3 separate regions of the Mus musculus genome follow, and all the other regions are linked to region 3. The links are chromatin contacts, called in public capture Hi-C and promoter capture Hi-C maps. All regions are on one chromosome and are shown on one strand. Each heading gives the region's core, a stretch centred on a gene start, on an enhancer-like site or on the middle of the called end of the contact. The rest is flanking DNA. Distances are from core to core; before and after follow the strand shown.

What was found. Capture Hi-C pulls out chosen DNA fragments and counts their contacts.
Region 1: a promoter capture Hi-C map of adipose tissue shows a contact between it and region 3, with 4 times the contacts expected there. The contact joins the promoter of Smyd5 here to the promoter of Spr in region 3. A contact is called at or near these places in 5 of 39 promoter capture datasets (embryonic stem cells, macrophages, neural stem cells and 1 more), 8 of 115 datasets of contacts at active chromatin or transcription factors (bone marrow-derived macrophages, embryonic basal ganglia, embryonic forebrain and 5 more) and 3 of 9 other capture datasets (adipose tissue, liver and macrophages).
Region 2: a contact with region 3 is called in a capture Hi-C map of embryonic stem cells, with 2.7 times the contacts expected there. The contact joins the promoter of Fbxo41 here to the promoter of Spr in region 3. A contact is called at or near these places in 6 of 39 promoter capture datasets (the 3T3-L1 cell line, 3T3-L1-derived adipocytes, embryonic stem cells and 2 more), 1 of 484 Hi-C or Micro-C datasets (tail fibroblasts), 3 of 115 datasets of contacts at active chromatin or transcription factors (embryonic forebrain, embryonic stem cells and trophoblast stem cells) and 1 of 9 other capture datasets (embryonic stem cells).

What each region holds. Positions count from the first base shown.
Region 1 is chr6:85,430,495-85,433,547 of GRCm38.p6, forward strand. It overlaps Smyd5 (SET and MYND domain containing 5), which reads left to right and starts at 1,482. Exons shown (of 13, transcript NM_144918.2): 1 at 1,482-1,606. The coding sequence starts at 1,511.
Region 2 is chr6:85,501,713-85,504,749 of GRCm38.p6, forward strand. It overlaps Fbxo41 (F-box protein 41), which reads right to left and starts at 1,282. Exons shown (of 13, transcript NM_001289675.1): 1 at 997-1,282.
Region 3 is chr6:85,136,195-85,139,102 of GRCm38.p6, forward strand. It overlaps Spr (sepiapterin reductase), which reads right to left and starts at 1,570. Exons shown (of 3, transcript NM_011467.2): 1 at 1,245-1,570; 2 at 629-919. The coding sequence starts at 1,551. It overlaps Gm10444 (a long non-coding RNA gene), which reads left to right and starts at 1,740. Exons shown (of 3, transcript XR_001785286.2): 1 at 1,740-2,233.

The DNA of each region.
Region 1 (3,053 bases), core at 232-2,731, 290 kb after region 3:
GCAGGTGGATCTCTGAGTTTGAGGCCAGCCTGGTCCACATAGAGCTTTGTGGGCATTGGTGGTGGTGGTGGTGGTGGTATATGCCTTTGATCCCAGCACTAGGGAGGCAGAGCTTTATTGAGTTTGAGTTCCGCCGCCTGTTCAGAGTGAGTTCCAGGACAGTCAAGGCTACACAGAGAAACATTGTATCAAATGCAATGCCCCCCTCCCCACCAAGAGAGAACTTGTCTTAAAAAAAAAAAGACAAAAACTCAATCACTTACTAAACAATTACTAAGTTATCTCCCCCACCCCCTAAAGTCACTATGAAACGATAGCAGAGCAGACACAGGTCCCCTGTCAACTGGAATAGTCAACTGGGACACAAAACAATAAAAGGTATAGTAGTCAGGTCTAGTTGCAGAAATAGACCTGTCCTCTCTCCCAGCCTCGTGTACATTCATTTTTTGTGTCTACTTAAGGGGTCCTCATATGTGAGGTCCATTTATTACTGCTCCATAAACCACACTCTGCAATGTCAAGAAAGTCCCCAACTACTCTGAGGCACTGATCCAACCTAGTTATTTATAGAAAAAGGAAATCATTTTTTCTTCTTTTTCTTTTTTAACTTTATGCATGTGATTGATTTGCCTTTATGTATCTATGTGCCTGCCTGGTGCCTGAGGAGGTTGGAAGAGGGGTCATCAGAGCCCCCAGAACTGGAGTTACAGATAGTTGGAAACCAGTATTGGAAACCAAACCAGGATCCTCGGCTAGAGTATCACGTGCATTTCTCTTTCAGACAGGTTTCATGTACTCACTACGTAGTTGAGGGTTGACCTTGAACTTCTGGTCCTCCCTGCCCTCACCTCCTGAATGCAGAGGTTATAGGCATAGTCGGAATGCTGGTTTTAAGCAGTGTTGTGGCTCAAAGTTCTGCACTCATGTGTTCAAAGCAAATCTCTCCCAAACATAGAATAAAAATGTTGCCACCAGAGGGAGGGAAAAATTTTAAACCGAGTGAGCCCAGCATCCAACCAGGATGGAGGGTCAAAGCAAAAATAAGACAGTCTTCTCTGGGTCTAAAAACTTTGTTCGGTGTTGGAGGTAATGACGAGGGGCTGCTTAAGCAGGAAGAGGGCTGCAAACTTTTGGCCAGCCTGGGATACATAGTGAGACCCTGTCTCAAACACCAGACAGTGGGAAGAGCAACTATGGACACTTAAGAACACAGCTAGGATAGGCTGGAGGGTGGGGGGTGGGGAGTAGGGGGTCTTCCCCTGAGCTACTCCATCAGCCGTCATTCATGCTGTCCATCCGACATAAGCTACCGAGTCAGACACAGTCTACCAGAAGTCCAAGCACAAAGTCAGGCCAGGTTCCACCCAATCAAGCAACCAAGACACCAAAAGCCTTGAATTGCTAGCCACGTCCCAGGGCGGGGTAAGGTGGGGAAGGGAGCGCTCGCTGGCTCTGTGGGCGGGGCCTCCCGGGACGGGGTCAAGGGTCAGAAGGCAGAGGCGTGCCCAAGATGGCGGCCTCCATGTGCGACGTGTTCTCCTTCTGCGTGGGCGTGGCGGACCGTGCCCGGGGTTCCGTGGAAGTCCGTTATGTGGACAGCATCAAGGTGAGGCCAGGTCGGACCGGGCCCGGAGAGCCACGCGGGGGAACCCACGCTCACATTCTGGAGTCCGGGCCCCTCGGCGCCAGTCTGGTTGCTGCTTGGGCCCGGGGTGCAGAGTCGGTCCTCGTGCCCAGGCTCGTGGCGATATCGCGCGGGGGGAGGGAGGAAAGCCCGGTCCACTGGCGGGTGGCCGTGCTGCTGCTGTCCTGGGTGGAGTTGAGGCTCTGGGTAGACCTGGGGTTGAGGGATATCCTGGGCCAGATTAAAGCCAAGGCTATCTTGGTTAGGCTGGGGCTTAGTTAGCTACTATTCTGGCGGTAGTGAGGGGAGTACTTAGCCGAGGGAACGGAGGTATGAAGCAGACTGGGCTCCCCAGCGACCCTTCTGACTAAGGTATGGGTGGAGACTTGGAAAGAGAGCTAGGGAACTTGGACCAGAACCTACACACCGAGCACTTCTCCTGAAGGGTTTTAAGCAAGAGAATGACATGATTTCGTGATTCGTATTATGGTTCTTTTTTGTTGCTTCTGTTGTTGTGCTTTTTGTTTTTGTTTTGTTTTGAGACGGGGTCTCATTTTGTAACTCCAGCAGTCCTAGAACTCACTATGTAAACCAGGCTGCTCTGCCTCACCAGTGCTGAGATTAAAGACTTGTGCCAGTATGATCGGCTCTATTAATCGTGTTTTATTCCCTGTAGAATAGAAAATTCACATAAGTAAAGGCAAAAAAAAAAAAAAAAAACACTCCAAATTGTTCTTGAGGCTGGACTTGAACTCATCTACCAACACCCAAGTGCTGGTTAATGGGCCTTGTGGCTGAAACACCCCACCTCCATCCCACGTTTTCTTTTAATACATGTTTTCAGTACATCTTTAGTATCAGCGGTCCCATTTCTACTTGGTTAAAGAGTTGATTGATAGCCGGGCGTGGTGGTGCACGCCTTTAATCCCAGCATTTGGGAGGCAGAGGCAGGCGGATTTGAGTTCAAGGCCAGCCTGGTCTAAAAACCTACAAACCCAAGGAGTTGATCAATAAGAGTTTTGGGGTGGGGGGCGCACTTCACTCAACCAAATCCTTCTGTATGGCTCCTTTATGTTGTATCTTCTCAGTCCTGAGAGCAAAGGTCTCTGCTGGCTTCGCTGCAGACAGGCTTTTGTTCTCTCTGGCACTGTTTTCTCACTAGGTGCCTTTGCCAGTTGATATATGCAAAATGCTATGGTTTTGACTTCATTTGCATTCCCCTGGGTAAAAGTCAGGTTAAATAATCATAATAACAACATGCATATCCTTGGTCCTTGACCCAAGATGTTGTCATTTGCTGTCAGCATCTCCATATCTGTCCAGGTTCCCATTTTAAGTTTCTCTTATCTTTCTGTTCCATAGGCATTGAGAGCAAGTACTCCTATCTGCCCATGGGTAGGAAGCTAGCTTGCTGGTCTCCTTTGTGTCC
Region 2 (3,037 bases), core at 32-2,531, 370 kb after region 3:
GCAGCTGGAGGTGTCCACATTATACCCCCATTATGCCCCAGTGGGTGGAGAATAAAGGAATGTCCTGCCTGTCCAACCCCTCTGCCCAATCCTCCAAGAAGCCTGGGCCTGAGCCCTGCAGCTATATAACCCCAAACTGGGTGCCTCCAGAAGAGTCACCCAGCCTGGTAAAAATCCACAGGAGCCATCGCAGCCACTCTTCTGCTTCCTGATCACCCTCCTCACTGCCTTTCTGTTCTAAGCACCCCCTCTCGTGGTCCTGCAAACATGCACACGCCTCCCAAGGTCACACACGCACACAGGCTCCAGCACCTGGATCCCACACCCGGAAAACCATCTGAGCCCCTCACCGCAGGCTAAACCAAAGGGAGGGGGCAGGCCTCACTCTTCTCTCGGCAGACTGTAGGCAGTGTACACAGGCACAGTATCACACACACATGCAAGGCGATGGATGGAGCCCACACCTCCAGAGACACTGTGGGCACAGTCACCCGCAAAGGCACTGGGGTGTGGGGAGGCAAAAACATGTGTGCACATATATGAACGCCTCCAGACGATCACACGTGCACACCGGCACGCACCTACAACCACACAGGTGCCCAGGCAGGCCTACCAAGACCCTCCCCCATTCCATCACCAGCAGGTGGAGAGGGCTGGGGTTTCAGGGCACTCCCCCTTCTCCCTCTCCAAGGTCCAGAGTCCCAGTGGGTTTTTTCTGGAGCCCGCCCCCGCCCCCCCCAACAAGGCTCAGGCAGCGACAGGCGGGAGGGGGGAGGGGAAGCCTGGTCTCAGACCCGTTCTGATTTTAATTCCTTAAATTAACCCCTTGGCTGCCTGGAAGCCTGGCCTGCCCAGAATCCCTCCCAGTTCTAGCGGCCTCACGGCCTCAGGAGGGCAACAGGGAAGAAGGCAGGGGAGGAGGGGGCAGTGGCTGAGGTCTTCCCTGCCTAGCCTCTCCAGGACCAGTCCCGCAGCACGCTCCAGACTTGCCTTTACCTCTTCCAGCCTGTGGCGAGGCCAGGCACCGCGGCCCTGGGCTGGGGGCGCAGAGGCACAGACCCCGCGTGCCCGGTCTAGACGCAGGGCCGCCGCCGGGCCTTAAATCTTGGTCCCCACTGCAGCCTTGGGTGGCCGCCGCCGCCTCCCGGTTGGGGCGGGGGCGGCCGAATCCCCCAGCCCGGTGCAGCGGGAGGGGCTCGCGATGCGATCACGGGCGGGGTACGCAGGGCGGAGGAGGGGGAGATAGGAGGGGGCGCTCGGCCCCGGTGCAGCTAGGAGACAGGGAGGGAGGCGGCCGGGAGGTGGGGCGGAGCCGGCCCCTCCTCCGGGGCGGGCTCTCCAGCAAGAGGGGAGCGGCACTTGCAGCCAGGAGCGGCTGCGCCTGGTCCCCACGTTTTCCGCAGAAGCTGGTGGCTTGGGTGGAGGATGGGCACTACGGGGATGGGGGTGCAACCTTCCCCTCACCAGGCACCACCACCAAGGCATTCCTGTGCTTTGGAGCGTCCAGCTGTGTCTTCTGCTGCCCACCTTTAATCAGGGCCTGTCCACCTTAACCCACCCCTCGGACTTGGCCTGCACCTAATCAGAAGCAGATCTTGGGATGGGTCGTTCTGGAGATCCAAACGAGGCTGGCACAAGCTCTATGACATACACCACAGTTCCTCAGCGTCCTCTTGGGCTTCGAGCCCAAGTGCAGGTCTTGCCCTCAGTGACTTCAGGTCAGACACGTAGTCTTTGGGAAGACTTGGCTGCATTGGGCCACACTGTGTCATGTTCCTGGACCTATTATTGCACTTAGGTCCTTTTCCTACAAATGAAAAGGAGCAGGGACCGTGCATTGGTTTGCTCCAGATAAACCCATCACTTCCATAGGATAGCCCCAGAATTCCTGAACCTGAAGTACCTAGAAGACTCCTCGCCCTTGGCTTCTGGCCTACCTATCTGCTGAGATAGGCACAGCCTGGCTGTCTTGCGCTAGGGAAAGTTCACAGGGCTGAAGGTGAGCTGGGGAAACAAAACAAAACAACAACCCACTGGGGATACCAAGCAAGGCCTGGGCTGAACTAGGCCTTGAATGAGGAAAAGGGAGATGATACTTGGACCACACAGCGGTGCCTCCACTCCACCACCTCTGCTGGACTGCACCCAGGGCCTGCAGCAGAGCAGAAATCCAGCCAGCATAGTTCCAGGACTCCCCTGGAGGCTTTGGGTGGCTTCCACTGGCCCCATCCCACACATGAGAGGGCAGAAGCCCCAGGGACATGTAGTGTGGGGGAAGGAATCTGGAATCTGGGCAGGCGACTTAGGGGGAACCATACATCTAACAAGAACTGGAGAGTGTACAGTGGCCAAGCCAATGAAGCAACCCCTTTTACTTCCTGAATCTCTGAAGCGTTTCCACCTGCAGGAAGCCTTCTTAGATTAAGAAGGGAGATCACTCAGCTAAGCAGCAGGCATCCTGACGGTGCTGTAAGACACAGTCACTCACTTTCCAGTAGAGTAGCAAAGCGGAAGCTATTCCTATTCCCACTGTGATGGCTCATCCTTTCAGTCAGCTCAGGAGGGTCTGTAATCACCTGTGGTGTGTTTTAATGGGGGTGAGGTTGGAATGAGAAGAGCCACCCTCGTGGGCAGCCCTGAGGTCCCAAACTGAATACAAAGAAGGTGAGGCAGCAAGCACTGCTGCCTGCTTCCTGACTGGGGACAAAGTGTGACCAACCAGCTGCCACACCTCCCTAGACTTGCTGGGCTGTATCCCATCAAACAGAGAGACCAGGTAAACCCTTCCTGTCTTAGGTTTTTTGTCACAGAAGTGAGAAAATATACCCGCTTCTGCAGACAGAGAGGTTAAAGTTCAAAGTTCAACAGACAGCAAGATCACAGTTTGAATGCCAGGTACTCAATCCATCCTATGATCAAAACCCAGCATCTGCACGCCACCTCTTTGCTACAGTATAAAGTTCCAGAGCCTGCGCCTGTCAAAACGCAGAGACTTGATAAATGCACCTGTTTCTGCAGCTAGCCAAAAGTATCTCTT
Region 3 (2,908 bases), core at 320-2,819:
CCTGAGGTGCTCACCACTCACCACTATCTCTTTGCTTGTCTTTGAACATTCCATGTGTCCATCCTCCATACAGCTTTATTGGGTGTCGGGCACACATGGAGGAACAGTATGTGTCCCTTGAGGGACAAAAGCAGACAGCTGAACATATAAAGGCATTTTGTTTTTTTCAGTTTTAGTCTTAATGCATTTTATGTGTCTGGATGTTTATCCCACCTGCTAATCGGACAAGTCCTGAGGCTGAGTACCTCGGCCCCTGACTGCTCCAACGTCTTGGGAGTCTGTATTTTTCTTACGAAGTGAGGAGTCATTACCAGAGGTAGTAGGGGCCCGATAGTCTTTGGATTCTTTGTGTGTGTGTGTGTGTCACATTTTTTAAATTTATTTTTTATTAGATATTTTCTTTATACACATTTCAAATGCTATCCCGAAAGTTCCCTATACCCTCCCTCCGCCCTGCTCCCCTACCCACCCACTCCTGCTTCTTGGCCCTGGCATTCCCCTATACTGGGGCATATAAGGTGTCTTTGGATTCTTTATGGAGAATATAGATCAGGTTCCCCTCCTTGCCTAGCCCCCAGAAAGGTACCAGCTAAGTCTAGGGACAGCACTGTCAGGAGCACCCACCTACCTGGAGCATAGCTCAGCACCCGCACACTCGGTTCCTCAGCAGCCAGGACCTGGTAGAGCATGTCTCGGGCAGCCTTCCCCGCACAGTACAGACCCCAGCCTTTGTAGGGCTGCAGGGCACACAGAGATGAGATGTTAACCACAGTCTTGCTCAGGCCAGGGCTATCCTGGAAGGCATTCAAGGTGCCGGAAGTCAAACAGAGCATGGAGGTCAGGTTCAGAGCCCAGTAGTTGTTCACCTCAGCTAGGTCATTCACGTTGAGGAAGCCTTTGGAAACATCCCCAAGAGTGGCTGAAAAAAAAAAAAAACGGGACCAAAGAAATGACACAACTGGGGCACTCTTCTCCCTCAGCCTTCCACAGTTCCTCCTCATAGGCTATCTCTCTGCCCCAGCTCTGCAGACACCCCTAATGCAAGCAAAGAATACTGTAGTAAAGCAGAGTGATTTGTTCAAAAAGTCTTGACTCACACATCCGCCAGGAGGCACTGTCGCCCCGTAGTGACACTGATACACCCTCCCTCCTCTTGGACTTTGGACTTTTAGGGACTTGCCCTTCACCTACCCAAAAGCCTATGAGGTAAGAGCTCGCAGCCGGGGTCTGGACGGGACTCTCACCTGCGTTGTTGATGAGCAGCAGGCGCTGCAGCCCCTCGGGCCTCGGGAGCTCGCGTACTGCGCTCAGCAACCGCTGCACGCCAGCCTCGGTGCCCAGATCGGCGGCTGCCAGCACCACTTTCAGGTCAGGCTGCTGAGCGCCCAGCTCCTCCTTCAGTTGCCGCAGCATCGACTCACTGCGTGCGCTTACGAGCATCACGGAACCGGGAGACAGCAACCGGGCCAGCTGCGGGGCCAGGGCGCGACCAAAGCCCCGGGAGGCCCCGGTCAACACGCACACAGCGCAGCCCAGCCCGCCTGCCTCCATGCCTGGAACTCAGACTCATGCGCAGCTACTGAACCAGGACGGGGCGGAGCCTATTCTTGGCTTGGGACGGCGGAAGTTCGGGCCAGAATCCACTGGTGTTTGGGCGGGGGAAAAAAAAGCCAGGCAGCCGGGCCTCGGCAGGAAATCCTAATCCCCTTCCCAGCGCTTCCGGGTTCCCCTTGAGCGCCACTCCCACAAACTCAGCCCCTTTCTGAGAGGCGCGTTCTCAATTTCCACCCTGTTCCAGGATCAGCTTCCTCCTCCAGGGTTAAGGTTTGTCTTTATCCATACAGGACATACCAGTTAGAGACCAGTGACAGCCTTGGATGAAGTGTGTAGAGCTTGTGGTCCCTTTGCACTCTGATTAACAGAAGCCTTCTCTGGAAAAGCACAGCAGCTTCCCCAGGAGGTGCTAGGCAGACAGAACCAGAAAATGAAGAGCACACACAGGGGAAGAGAAAGGCTGAGAATCACAACAATCTCACGAACAAGACTCATCACCGTCAGTGAAAACGCTTGGTTCCTTGGGACCTGTGTACTTATCCTTCAACCTGCGTCATGCACTCTAGAAACAACTTCATAATCTCAAATGGGAAAGAAAAATATCCCAGCTCTCTGGAGATGTCTGAGGAGGACAGCAGAGAAAGACATAGAGATTGCTTTGATCCATTTTTAGTCTGAGGTGAGCTAGAGTCCATCGGAATTACAGGCAGGCAGGCCAGCGGCTAGCTCCTCTTTGTTTCAGAAAGTTCAAGTGGTAGGACTAGTCACTTAGCCTGGTCAGATTGGGAAACCAGCAATCAGTAGGGGCCATTCTCAAGTTCCAATTTTTTTTTTTTAAATTGAATGAGGCTTTTGTCCTAGGCCAACGAAATAGGGGACCTAGAGCGATGCAAATCCTGTAGGCCTATATGAGAAGAGAGCCGGAATGTCTCTCTATAGGTTTTTAAAAAACACTGTCTTGTGCCAAATCAACACGTCATTAATGCCTTTTCTCTATGCCAAAGTTCCCTTTCAGCAGAACTGTATATTTAAAACTACTTACTTACCACTAATCTATTGGATTTGTTATCTTATTTCCAAAGTAGTTGAAGGATCTTCAACAGACATAGTGAGTTCAAGGCCATCATGCTGAGTTTGAACCCCAGAACCGACATTAAAAACACTAAGTGTGACCAGGCAATGGTGGTGCTCCTAGCACACAGGAGGTAGAGGCAGAGGCAGGAGGATTTCTGTAAGTTTGCATCAGCCTGGTTTACAAAGCCAGTTCTAGGACAGACAGCCAGGGCTACACAATGAAACCCTTTCTGAGCCACGTGGCTGCAATGAAACCTTTAATCCCAGCAGTCTGGATACA